Linked DNA regions of Sus scrofa: region 2 is linked to region 1. The links are chromatin contacts, called in public Hi-C maps. All regions are on one chromosome and are shown on one strand. The core of a region is the stretch at or near the end of the contact, and the rest is flanking DNA. Distances in the headings are between cores, read along the strand shown. Region 1 overlaps LOC100511545. Region 2 holds the start of SCYL1 (N-terminal kinase-like protein).

Region 1 (4,932 bases), core at 456-2,955:
TTGCTTTTTAGGGCTGCACCCATGACAGATGCAAGTTCCCAGGCTAGCGGTCGAACCAGAGCTACAGCTGCCAGCCTACACCACAGCCGCAGCCACACGGGATCCGAGCTGCGTCTGCAACTTACACCACAGTTCCATCCCCAACACACTGACCGAGGCCAGGGATTGAACCCACATCCTCATGGATACCAGTTAGATTCGTTTCCACGGCACCACGATGGGGAGGGACTTCTCATTGAGGGTTTTGAACGAGGAACCAGAGCAGCGAGGAGCTGGGGAGGCACAGTCTCTGCGTTAGGAGCCTCTGCAGGACTGACCAGGCCAGCACGGCGATACCTGGCTTTGCACACCTGCCCCGACGTCTGCACAAGTTCAGATTTTTCTAAATGGAAGCTGCAGCTCTTCCCAACTCACTGGGGAATCAGACCCTTTGTTTCAGTTAAGACTCCCCTTCGCCTCCCATAGTTGGCCTTTCGTTTTTCTACCCCCCACCCCCACCCCGCCCTTAAAAGTTCCAGAAGAGATTCGTATTTAAATGGATCTCTGGTAAAGTGAAGACTATTCCTTTTGTTGGTTTGTTTCTCTTCTTTCCTTTTTTTTGGGGGGGGGTGAAGACTATTTCTGTGAATTGTCTGCCTCAGCTGCAACAGCACAAATCATTTTTTTTCTAGAGTTAGTCTCATGGCATGGTCCATTTCCTTTTTATCTTTGATTTTTTTTTTTTTATCACCAAAGAAGAAGTCTGTTGCTTAAACTGAAAAAAAGGCAGATAACTGATTTCTGTCTTGCTGTATCAAAGATTGTTTCAGGTCCTACAAATGCAGGGAGTTATTGCTGAAGGACTTGCCTTGTGAGGGAAGAGGAGGAACCGGAGGTACCCCGACCAGCGCCGGGAGCTCAGGACGTGCTGGGTGGGCTTCACCGCCTCTCGAGGGTCATTCCCGACGAGATAACGCTGTCACTGCTGACAGGCCTCTCCGTGGACCACGTTTTCAGAACTGCGAATTGCTGTGTGGCCTGGCAAAGGGCCAGTGTCTTCTGTCATCAGAAATCGAGCTCGTTCTAGAAAACTGATCCCCCGTGGGTACCCAGAGGACAGCCTGAGGAAGAAGCCTTTCTCTGCTGCACTCAGCAGGTGAACGCAGCGACCTCTCAATGGTTTCACCGCTCAACTCCCTCTCGCGGCCCCCTCTCCTTTGACACCAGAGTTTATCACGTGGATTAAAGCAGACATTCAAAGAGTCCTCCAAACCCAACTATCCACCATTTTCGTTTTTTGTTTTTTTTCCCATCGAATCACCCTCCTCCCCTGCCTCAAAACAGCTATATCGGCAGTAAATGAACATAAGCTCACCTGCAGGTTCCAGGCAGGAGGTGTTACTGCTCTGTATCAGCCTGGCTCTTTCCAGATTGAAAAGCAATTCTTCCCAAAGAAGGTTTTATGGTTAAAATGAAACCACAGTCCTGGACTTTGGACAAATGCCAAAGAACAGTCCTGGGCATCTTCCTAAGAGAAAAGGAAAGAGACCCACTAGTAGGAAGCAATCTGCAAGGATCACACAAAAAATTAAGCAAAATGTTGGAACCCGTTCAACCACCCTACTTCAGTTAGAAGGCACTTTTTAACAACATTAGGAAAGCGAAACTAGCTGTGGGTGGGGTGGAAATGCTGCCAGGTCATCCTGCCTAAAGAGACCTGATGATCGCTCCTACATGACGGACGTGCGGTGGTGGCACTACAGTGGCCCCACTGTACCATGTGGCCACCAGGACTAGGCCACACTAGCATTTTTTGGCGGCTCCTGCCCTGGGGCTATACCAACGTCTTGGCGATCCCTAGCTCATTACTTGAGTGACTTGGTCACTAGCCCAGATTTGCTATTCCACAGCGTGATTAAGAAACGATCATCCAGGAAAACACAGATGCACACATCAGCGTGTAAGAAGAGGCCCGAGGGTGCTGAGTGTTTGCTGGGTCTGGAGTCTCAGTGGGAGGGTGGGCCGGGAGGGGGCCAGAGGGAAGGACCCCCGGGAGGTCTGGGGAAGTGGCTCAGAGGCCAGCCTAGCAGTGCCCTCTGCTGGAGGGCTGGGAGCACGCCGGCTGGGCTGGGTGGAGTGGGACCAGTCCAGGGTGTGCGTGCAGGTCTTCCAACCTGGTGTGCCACTGCCCCCTATTGGGCCAAAAGCTTTTCAGCTCTGCCAGACAGAGGGCTGAGGAGACATTAAATCCAAGACCTGCCAGCTGGCCTTAGGAAAGACAGGACTTTTTTTTTTTTTGCTCTTTTTGCCTTTTCTAGGGCTGCTCCCGTGGCATATGGAGGTTCCCAGGCTAGGGATCTAATCGGAGCTGTAGCCACCAGCCTACGCCACAGCCACAGCAACTTGGGATCTGAGCTGCGTCTGCGACCTACACCACAGCTCATGGCAACACCGGATCCTTAACCCACTGAGCAAGGCCAGGGATCAAACCCGCAACCTCATGGTTCCTAGTCAGATTCGATAACCACTGCGCCACGACGGGAACTCCCAAGACAGGACCTTCTAAATCTCAGCTTCCACATCTATAAAAGGGTCGCAGTAACTGCCCCGACTACCTCAAAGGGCTGTCCTCAGGAGGGAATGGATGAAGTACCACTGTTTGCTACCTTTCCCTGTCTTCCTACTCTCTGCCCTGACATAATGTGCAGGTCCCTTCCTGATGTGATCTTTCCCTCCAGCATCTCTGACCCAAAGGGGCACCAATAGAAAAACAATATCGTCGTGTTAGTCTAAGCTTTCATAGCTACTGCCATCTCCCTCCCAGGAGCTTTAATAACTTCACAAATGCTTTTGGTTTGGGGTTTGTTTGGGGGTTTTTTTTGTTTGTTTGTTTTTGTTTTTGTTTTTTTTGCTTTTTTTTTTTAGGGCCACACCCACAGCATATGGAAATTCCCAGGCTAGGGGTCCAATCTGAGCTACAGCTGCCAGCCTACACCACAGCCACAGCAACTTGAGACCTGAGCCACGTCTGCGACCTACACCACAGCTCACAGCAAGCCAGATCCTTAACCCACTGAGCCAGGCCAGAGACCAAACCCGAAACCTCATGGTTCCTAGTCAAATTCATTTCTGCTGCACCATGACAGAACTCCCAAAAATGTTTTAAACATGATTTTAAAACATTTTTTCTTATAAGCATTTATCACAACTTAAATCGATTTTCTGATAATTTACGTTTAGTGTCTAAATCCCTCTACATTATGACTTCCCTAAATGCAGGGACCTGTGTGGTCCCGTGGGTCCCCAGTACCTACCTATCATGACACCTATTGCACAGCGGACACATGATCAATTTCTTTTGAATAAGCATATAAATGAATCACAGGGGTTGGTGATGGCTGGCCAGAAACAGAAAGGACACAATCAGAGACGGAGGGACGGGGGTGGGGGATGGGGGGATAGGGGGATGGGGGGGTGGGAGTCGGGGATCATTTCACTTTTTCTGAGGCATATGGAGATTCCCAGGCTTGGGGTCAAATCGGAGCTATATCTGTTGGCCTACACCGCAGCCACAGCAACGCAGGAGCCACATCTGTGACCTATATCTCAGCTTATGGTAATGCTTGATCCATAACCCACTGAGTGAGGCCAGGGATAGACCCGAATCCTCATGCATACTATTTAGTTGGGTTCTTAACCTGCTGAGCCAAAATGGGAACTCCAAAATCCTTTTGCTTAATTTAAAACTTTTTATTTATTTATTTTTTTCTGCACCTGAGGCATGCAGAAGTTCTGGGGCCTGGGATCCATCCCAAGTCATAGCAGTGACCACACCAAGCCCTGAAAGGCTAGGCCACTAGGAAACTGCAAAAAATCCATTTTCAGGAGTGGCAACATAGGAGTTCCTGTCGTGGCTCAGCAGAAACAAATCCAACTAGTATCTATGAGGATGCAGGTTCGATCCCTGACCTTGCTCGGTGGGTTAAGGATCCAGGGTTGCCACGAGCTGTGGTGTAGGTCACAGATGAGGCTCAGATCCCATATTGCTGTGGCTGTGGTGTAGGCTGGCAGCTGTAGCTCTGTTTCAACCCCTAGCCTGGGAACCTCCATATGCCGCGGGTGCGGCCCTAAAAAGGCAAAAAAGACAAAAAAGTGGTAACGTAAACTAATATTAAAAATGAAAGGTCGGAGTTCCCATTGTGGCGCAGTGGTTAACGAATCTGACTAGGAACCATGAGGTTGTGGATTCGGTCCCTGGCCTTGCTCAGTGGGTTAAGGATCTGGCTTTGCTGTGAGCTATGGTGTAGGTCGAAGACGCTGCTCGGATCCCGCATTGCCATGGCTCTGGCGTAGGCTGGCAGCTACAGCTCTGATTAGACCCCTAGCCTGGGAACCTCCATACGCTGTGCAAGCGGCCCTAGAAAAGGCAAAAAGACAAAAAAAAAAAAAAAAAAAAGTCAAAGTAATAAAAAAGTTTTGAAACTAAACAGAGGTAGGGGTTGCACCACAGCATGAATGCACTAAAGGCTACTGGACTGTATGCTTTAAATGGTTAATTATATGTTGTGTGAATTTCATCTCAATAATAAAACAAAAAATGAAAGGGCAGAATTGTAATATAATTATGATCCATGATGATTTAGACACTACAAATACTTGATGTAGGCAGTATAAGGGGAATGACTTTAAGTGCGTGAAAGTTTCCATGTTTCCACGTTAACGATTTCATTTGTTCCAGCAGAAAGCCCGTGGTCTTGCAGAGGAGGAAACAGGACGGCAGGGGTTCCCTCAGTGACTTCCTATTCCCCAGACAGGCCCAGCACTGGCCACTGGGAGGCGCCGTCCCCGCAGCCCCTGCCTGAAAAGCACTTCCTGCAGCTCCTGGGCCGGCGTGGGGAGTTGCCTCATCAGAAAGGCCTTTCCCCATCACCTTATCTGAAAGAGCAGCCCAAC
Region 2 (5,037 bases), core at 2,030-4,529, 230 kb before region 1:
TCCCTACTGAGCCTGCAGAGCCTCAGTTTTCTCACCTGTATGATGGGAACACGGGCCCCCCCTCCAGGGTCAGTGTGAGGACCTGGCATCATCCCCATCTTGTAGCTGGATGAGATGGAGGCTCACGGTGAGCGGGCAGGAGAGGCTCAAGGTGAGGACTTGGGAAAGGGGTGCACTTCCCTTCCTAGGATGCTAGCCTCTGGCCCTGTTGTGCCAGAGAAGCAGGGTTAGCTAGAGAACCTGGGAGGCAAACCCCCTTTCTGTCTCTTCATTTGCTTTTTTGTTTGTTTGGTCTTTTTTTTTTTTTTTTTTTTTTTTTTTGCTATTTCTTGGGCTGCTCCCCGTGGCATGTGGAGGGTCCCAGGCTAGGGGTCCAATCGGAGCTGTAGCCACCGGCCTACGCCAGAGCCACAGCAACGCGGGATCCGAGCCGCGTCTGCAACCTACACCACAGCTCACGGCAACGTGGGATTGTTAACTCACAGAGCAAGGGCAGGGACTGAACCCGCAACCTCGTGGTTCCTAGTCGGATTCGTTAACCACTGCGCCATGATGGGAACTCTTGTCTCTTCATTTGTAACTGTTCTTCCTGGGGTCCTCTGCCCAGCCTGTTGTACCTCCTTGCTGTTCTTCGGTGTCCTAGGACTCCCAGGTCTCCCCCCAGCCCGATGGCCCTGGCCTTCCTGCCCTCGTTTCCTCTCCAGGCTCAGCCCCATGCACTGGACAGGCCTCACATGTGCTAGGTGCTCAGAGAATGTGTCCCTCACTAAACATCACCACGTAAACCCTGTGCTCACAGGCCCTCACCCCTAACCATGACCTCCACCCCAAAGCATCACCCCACCCTGCCTGCCACATGCCAGCATTCTGCACTCACACACACAGCTCAGGCTGTGGTTCACCCTTCAGTAAAGGGGTAATATTCCAGACTCTCTAATTTGGCATTTAAGCCCCTTGCTTGGTCTTCTCCCATGACAAGATGCTACCCACGCGCCCACATTGCCAGTTCCATAATCACAATTTTTTTTTTCTTTTTAGGGACTCACCTGGGGCATATGCAAGTTCTCAGGCTAGAGGTCAAATCTGAGCTGCAGCTCCTGGCCTGCACCACAGCATGGCAACACTGGATCTGAGCCACATCTGCGACCCAGGCCACAGCTTGTGGCAACATGGATCCTTAACCCATTGAGCGAGGCCAGGGATCAAACCCACATCCTTGCAGATACTATGTGAGATTCTAACCTGCTGAGCCACAACGGGAACTCCCTTACTCCCGATGTGGTCACCGTCTTCCTAGTGAAGCCACAGGAGGCTCTCTAGTTATTATTTTTGTTCTGCCCTGAACAGCCCCCACTGTGTCGGATCCTCCTCCCAGCATCCTGCATGGGTACTTGAACAAGAAAAGGGAGAACGAGTCACTGCTGAGGAGCGGTGTCAGGTGAGGCACAGGGCACCGTCCACCCCAATTTACAGATGGGGGAACCGAGGCTCCCAGGTAAGGTGAGTCTCCACAGCCAGTGAACCCAGCCTACTGACTTTGGCATCCCTGCCCTTGAACCTGCTCCCAAAGGCATCCCAGCCAGATGTTTCCTAATTAATTCCAGCATCTCATCCATCTTCTGTAGGATGCAGCTGCAAGACTGTCCCCAACCCTGGGTTCCATGTGACCTTTTTTTGTTTTGTTTTGTTTTGTTTTGAATGAAATAAACTCCTCACATTTATTGAGCACTTTCAGTTGCAGGCCTTGTTCTGAGTATCTTGCATATAGAACCTCAGTCTCTTTCTTTTTTTAAAAAAACAGTACTGATGAAATTCTAGCACCAGGAGGTTTGTTTGTACAGACAAGGAAATAAGGCACAGAGAGGCCAAGTAACTTCCAAGTGGGTTACTGTGTGCAGAACTGCCTGATACAGTGTTTGACACATAGTGATGAACAAGTTTTAATTTCCTTTGTGTTTTGTTTTATTTTTTAAAATCTTTTTATTTTATTTTAATTACTCAAATGAATTTATTACATCTGTAGTTGTATAATGATCATAACAATTTGATTTCACAGGATTTCCATCCCACAGCCCAAGCACATCCCCTCACCCCCTAAACTGTCTCCTCCGAAGACGATAAGTTTTTCAATGTCTGTGAGTCAGCATCTGTTCTGCAAAGAAGTTCAGTCTGTCCTTTTTTCAGATTCCACATGTGAGTGAAAGCATTTGATGTTGGTGTCTCATTGTCTGGCTGACTTCACTTAGAATGATAGTTTCTAGGTCCATTCATGTTGCAAAAAATGCTGGTATTTCGTTCTTTTTAATGGCTGAGTAATATTCCATTGTGTATATGTACCACATCTTCTTGATCCACTCCTCTGTCGATGGACATTTAGCTTGTTTCCATGTTTTGGCTATTGTAAATAGTGTTGTAATGAACGTGACCTTACTTTTGGAGAAACCATTGCCAGCCCAGCCCCTCCTGGATGCTGGGCTCTGTCCAGCTAAGGAGCTGGGTCTCCTCCAGCATGAATGGCATTTGAGCTGTTGACACCATTCTGCCACTGACAGCCCCTATCTGCACAGGTGCTGGGGTCTGGAGGTGCTGACCCTGGAGACACAGAGCCAGTTCTACTGAGCCCAGGAGAGCAGGGGCCCCTCCTGGCCTCCTGGCTTCTTCTGAACTTGCTGGGCTGTTCCTCCTACCCTTCTTTCCTGGGGTCACTGCCTTTCCCCTCCCCAGGTCCCCTCTCCCTGTCTCAGGGTTCCTAGACCTCCTCAGGACCTTTGCTTCCCTCTCTGCCTCTCACCCACGCTCCTTCTCACCGGCTTTGCTTCCTTGTGCCTCTTCCCTGGTCACTCAGTCATTCCACCAACTTGATCCTCACCGCATCCTGGAGGTGCCCACTGGCTGGTGTGGGAGAGCGTCTGGTTTGGGGAGAGTCATCTTCTCTAAGTCTCTTCCTCACTCCTCACTGAACCCTGCACCCCTTCATGTCTGTCTCTCTGACGATTTCCTCTGGCGTCTCCCCATCTCCCCGCCTCCTTGTCTCCGTTTCCCTATCCTCTGTCCCTTCTCAGGCTTTCCACATTTTAGATATAAAGACACAGAGGCCCTGAGAGTTTGGGTGATCCGCCAGGGCAGGGGGTGAAGGAGGGTTGGTCTCCCCAGTACCTGCCGCCCTCGGATCCCCGCCCCGCCCACCAGCCCCGCCCCGCCCACCAGCCCCGCCCCCACGAGGCCCCGCCCACACAGACCCGCCCTCGCCACGGCCGACCCCGCCCCCGTCCCGCCCCCGCCCCGCCCCGCCCCGGCTCGGGCAGCGGGAGGACCCGGAGCTGAAGCGCCCGAGGCCGCGGCGGCGGCGGCGGCGGCGGCGGCGGCGGGGACGATGTGGTTCTTTGCTCGGGACCCGGTCCGGGATTTCCCGTTTGAGCTCAGCCCGGAACCTCCCGAGGGCAGCCCGCCCGGACCCTGGGCCCTGCACCGCGGCCGCAAGAAGGTGAGCGCGGCCCCGCTCCGCAGGCCTCGGCCGACCTCGGTCTCGCCTAGTCAGCGCCGCCGGCCCCGCCGCGTCGCGCCCCGCCTGACGTGGCTGCGGAGCCTCTAGGGCAACGGGCCGGGGGAGGGGGACGGGTAGTGCCGACGTGGCGGGCGGAAGGACCGAGGGACCAACAGGCGCACCCAACCGGGGTTACGTGGGCCCGACTCAGTCCCCAAGGGCTGTCCTGGGGGGAGACCCGGCCGGCGGGTCTTCCTTTCCGGTACTTAGCTCCGGGGACCATCTCGGAGATGGAGTGGTCAGCTTGGGGCTCGGCCCACACCCCTGAGGCCCCTCTGTTCTGCCCCAGGCCACAGGCAGCCCGGTGTCCATCTTCGTCTATGATGTGAAGCCCGGCGCCGAAGAGCAAACCCAGGTGGCCAAAGCCGCCTTCAAGCGCCTCAAAACTCTCCGGCACCCCAACATCCTGGCCTACATCGATGGGCTGGAGGTACCTACCGGCCGCTCAGTCTGCTCTGTCTCTGCCCCTCACTTTCTCCCAGTCTCCTGCTCCTGCCTTCCTGCCCCTTCCCAGCCCCCTGCCCCAGTAACCCCCAGATTTGACTTCCCCTTCTCCACCCGGTCCCCATCACGTCTCTCATCCCCCTGCTTCTTCTCCACTCTGCGCTGATACTCCACGTCCTTCTTCAGACAGAAAAATGCCTCCACGTGGTGACGGAGGCTGTGACCCCGCTGGCAGCGTACCTCAAGGCTCGAACAGAGACTGGTGATCTGAGGGAGATGGAGCTCTCCTGGGGGCTACACCAAATTGTGGTGAGGTGGGGGGGTAGTGGTGATGATTGCAGGGATGGGGGGGCTGCAGGTACAGGGCTGTGATGGCTCCTTCTGTCCCCAGAAAGCCCTCAGCTTCCTGGTCAACGACTGCAGCCTCATCCACAATAATGTCTGCATGGCCGCTGTGTTCGTGGACCGCGCTGGGGAGTGGAAGCTTGGGGGCCTGGACTACATGTATTCGGCGCAGGGCAATGGTGGGGGTCCTCCCCGCAAGGGGGTCCCCGAACTTGAGCAGTACGATCCCCCAGAGTTGGCCGATGGCAGTGGCAAAGCAGTCAGAGAGAAGTGGTGGGTGACTGGGGGCGGCATGCCCCAACCTGCCCTGTTCTGGAAGCCCCTGCAGCTTCGGGCCCCCTAGATTATATGTCACTCCCTTGTCCCTTGCTGCCCAGCTGGGAGGGGACCAGGGTCCTCAGGGTGGGCCCACTCCTTGCTCCGAGGATCCTCAGGGAAGTAGGGCAGGATAAACACAGACTTTGGGGTTAGGTGGTTCTGAATTTGAAAATTGTGTCACCCGGGGTGGGTGTCTTTGCTTCTCTGAGCCTCAGTTTCCTTATCTGTCAAATGGGGCTGATGAAACCTACTTCTCGGGGCTGATGGGAGGATGAGCTGAGGAACAGAGCACAGGGTCTGCCATGCAGTGAGTGCCTGGTGCTCAGCATAGGTTGGAGTTTTATGCTGGCAGGTGGCTGGGCCTTGAGCAGCTCTGGTCACTGCCT

The links. A called contact is a pair of places that touch in the nucleus more often than the background predicts.
Region 2: a contact with region 1 is called in a Hi-C map of skeletal muscle, with 6 times the contacts expected there. The contact joins the promoter of SCYL1 here to the enhancer-like site in region 1. A contact is called at or near these places in 1 of 5 promoter capture datasets (fetal liver), 8 of 47 Hi-C or Micro-C datasets (embryonic fibroblasts, fetal heart ventricle, heart right ventricle and 5 more) and 1 of 2 datasets of contacts at active chromatin or transcription factors (alveolar macrophages).

Annotation. Positions count from the first base shown.
Region 1 is chr2:6,505,039-6,509,970 of Sscrofa11.1, reverse strand. LOC100511545 reads right to left here. Exons shown (of 6, transcript XR_002341440.1): 3 at 1,355-1,507. Among named protein-coding and RNA genes, the nearest start is that of SNX32, 19 kb to the right of the region's middle. Within about 2 kb of position 1,705, at least 34 of the 83 cell types and tissues checked have an H3K27ac peak or open chromatin away from gene starts, as enhancers often do. A contact at or near this core is called in alveolar macrophages, omental adipose tissue, retroperitoneal adipose tissue and 2 more, where this site is marked.
Region 2 is chr2:6,731,719-6,736,755 of Sscrofa11.1, reverse strand. SCYL1 (N-terminal kinase-like protein) reads left to right here and starts at 3,279. Exons shown (of 18, transcript XM_003122558.5): 1 at 3,279-3,484; 2 at 3,834-3,974; 3 at 4,175-4,297; 4 at 4,380-4,606. The coding sequence starts at 3,374.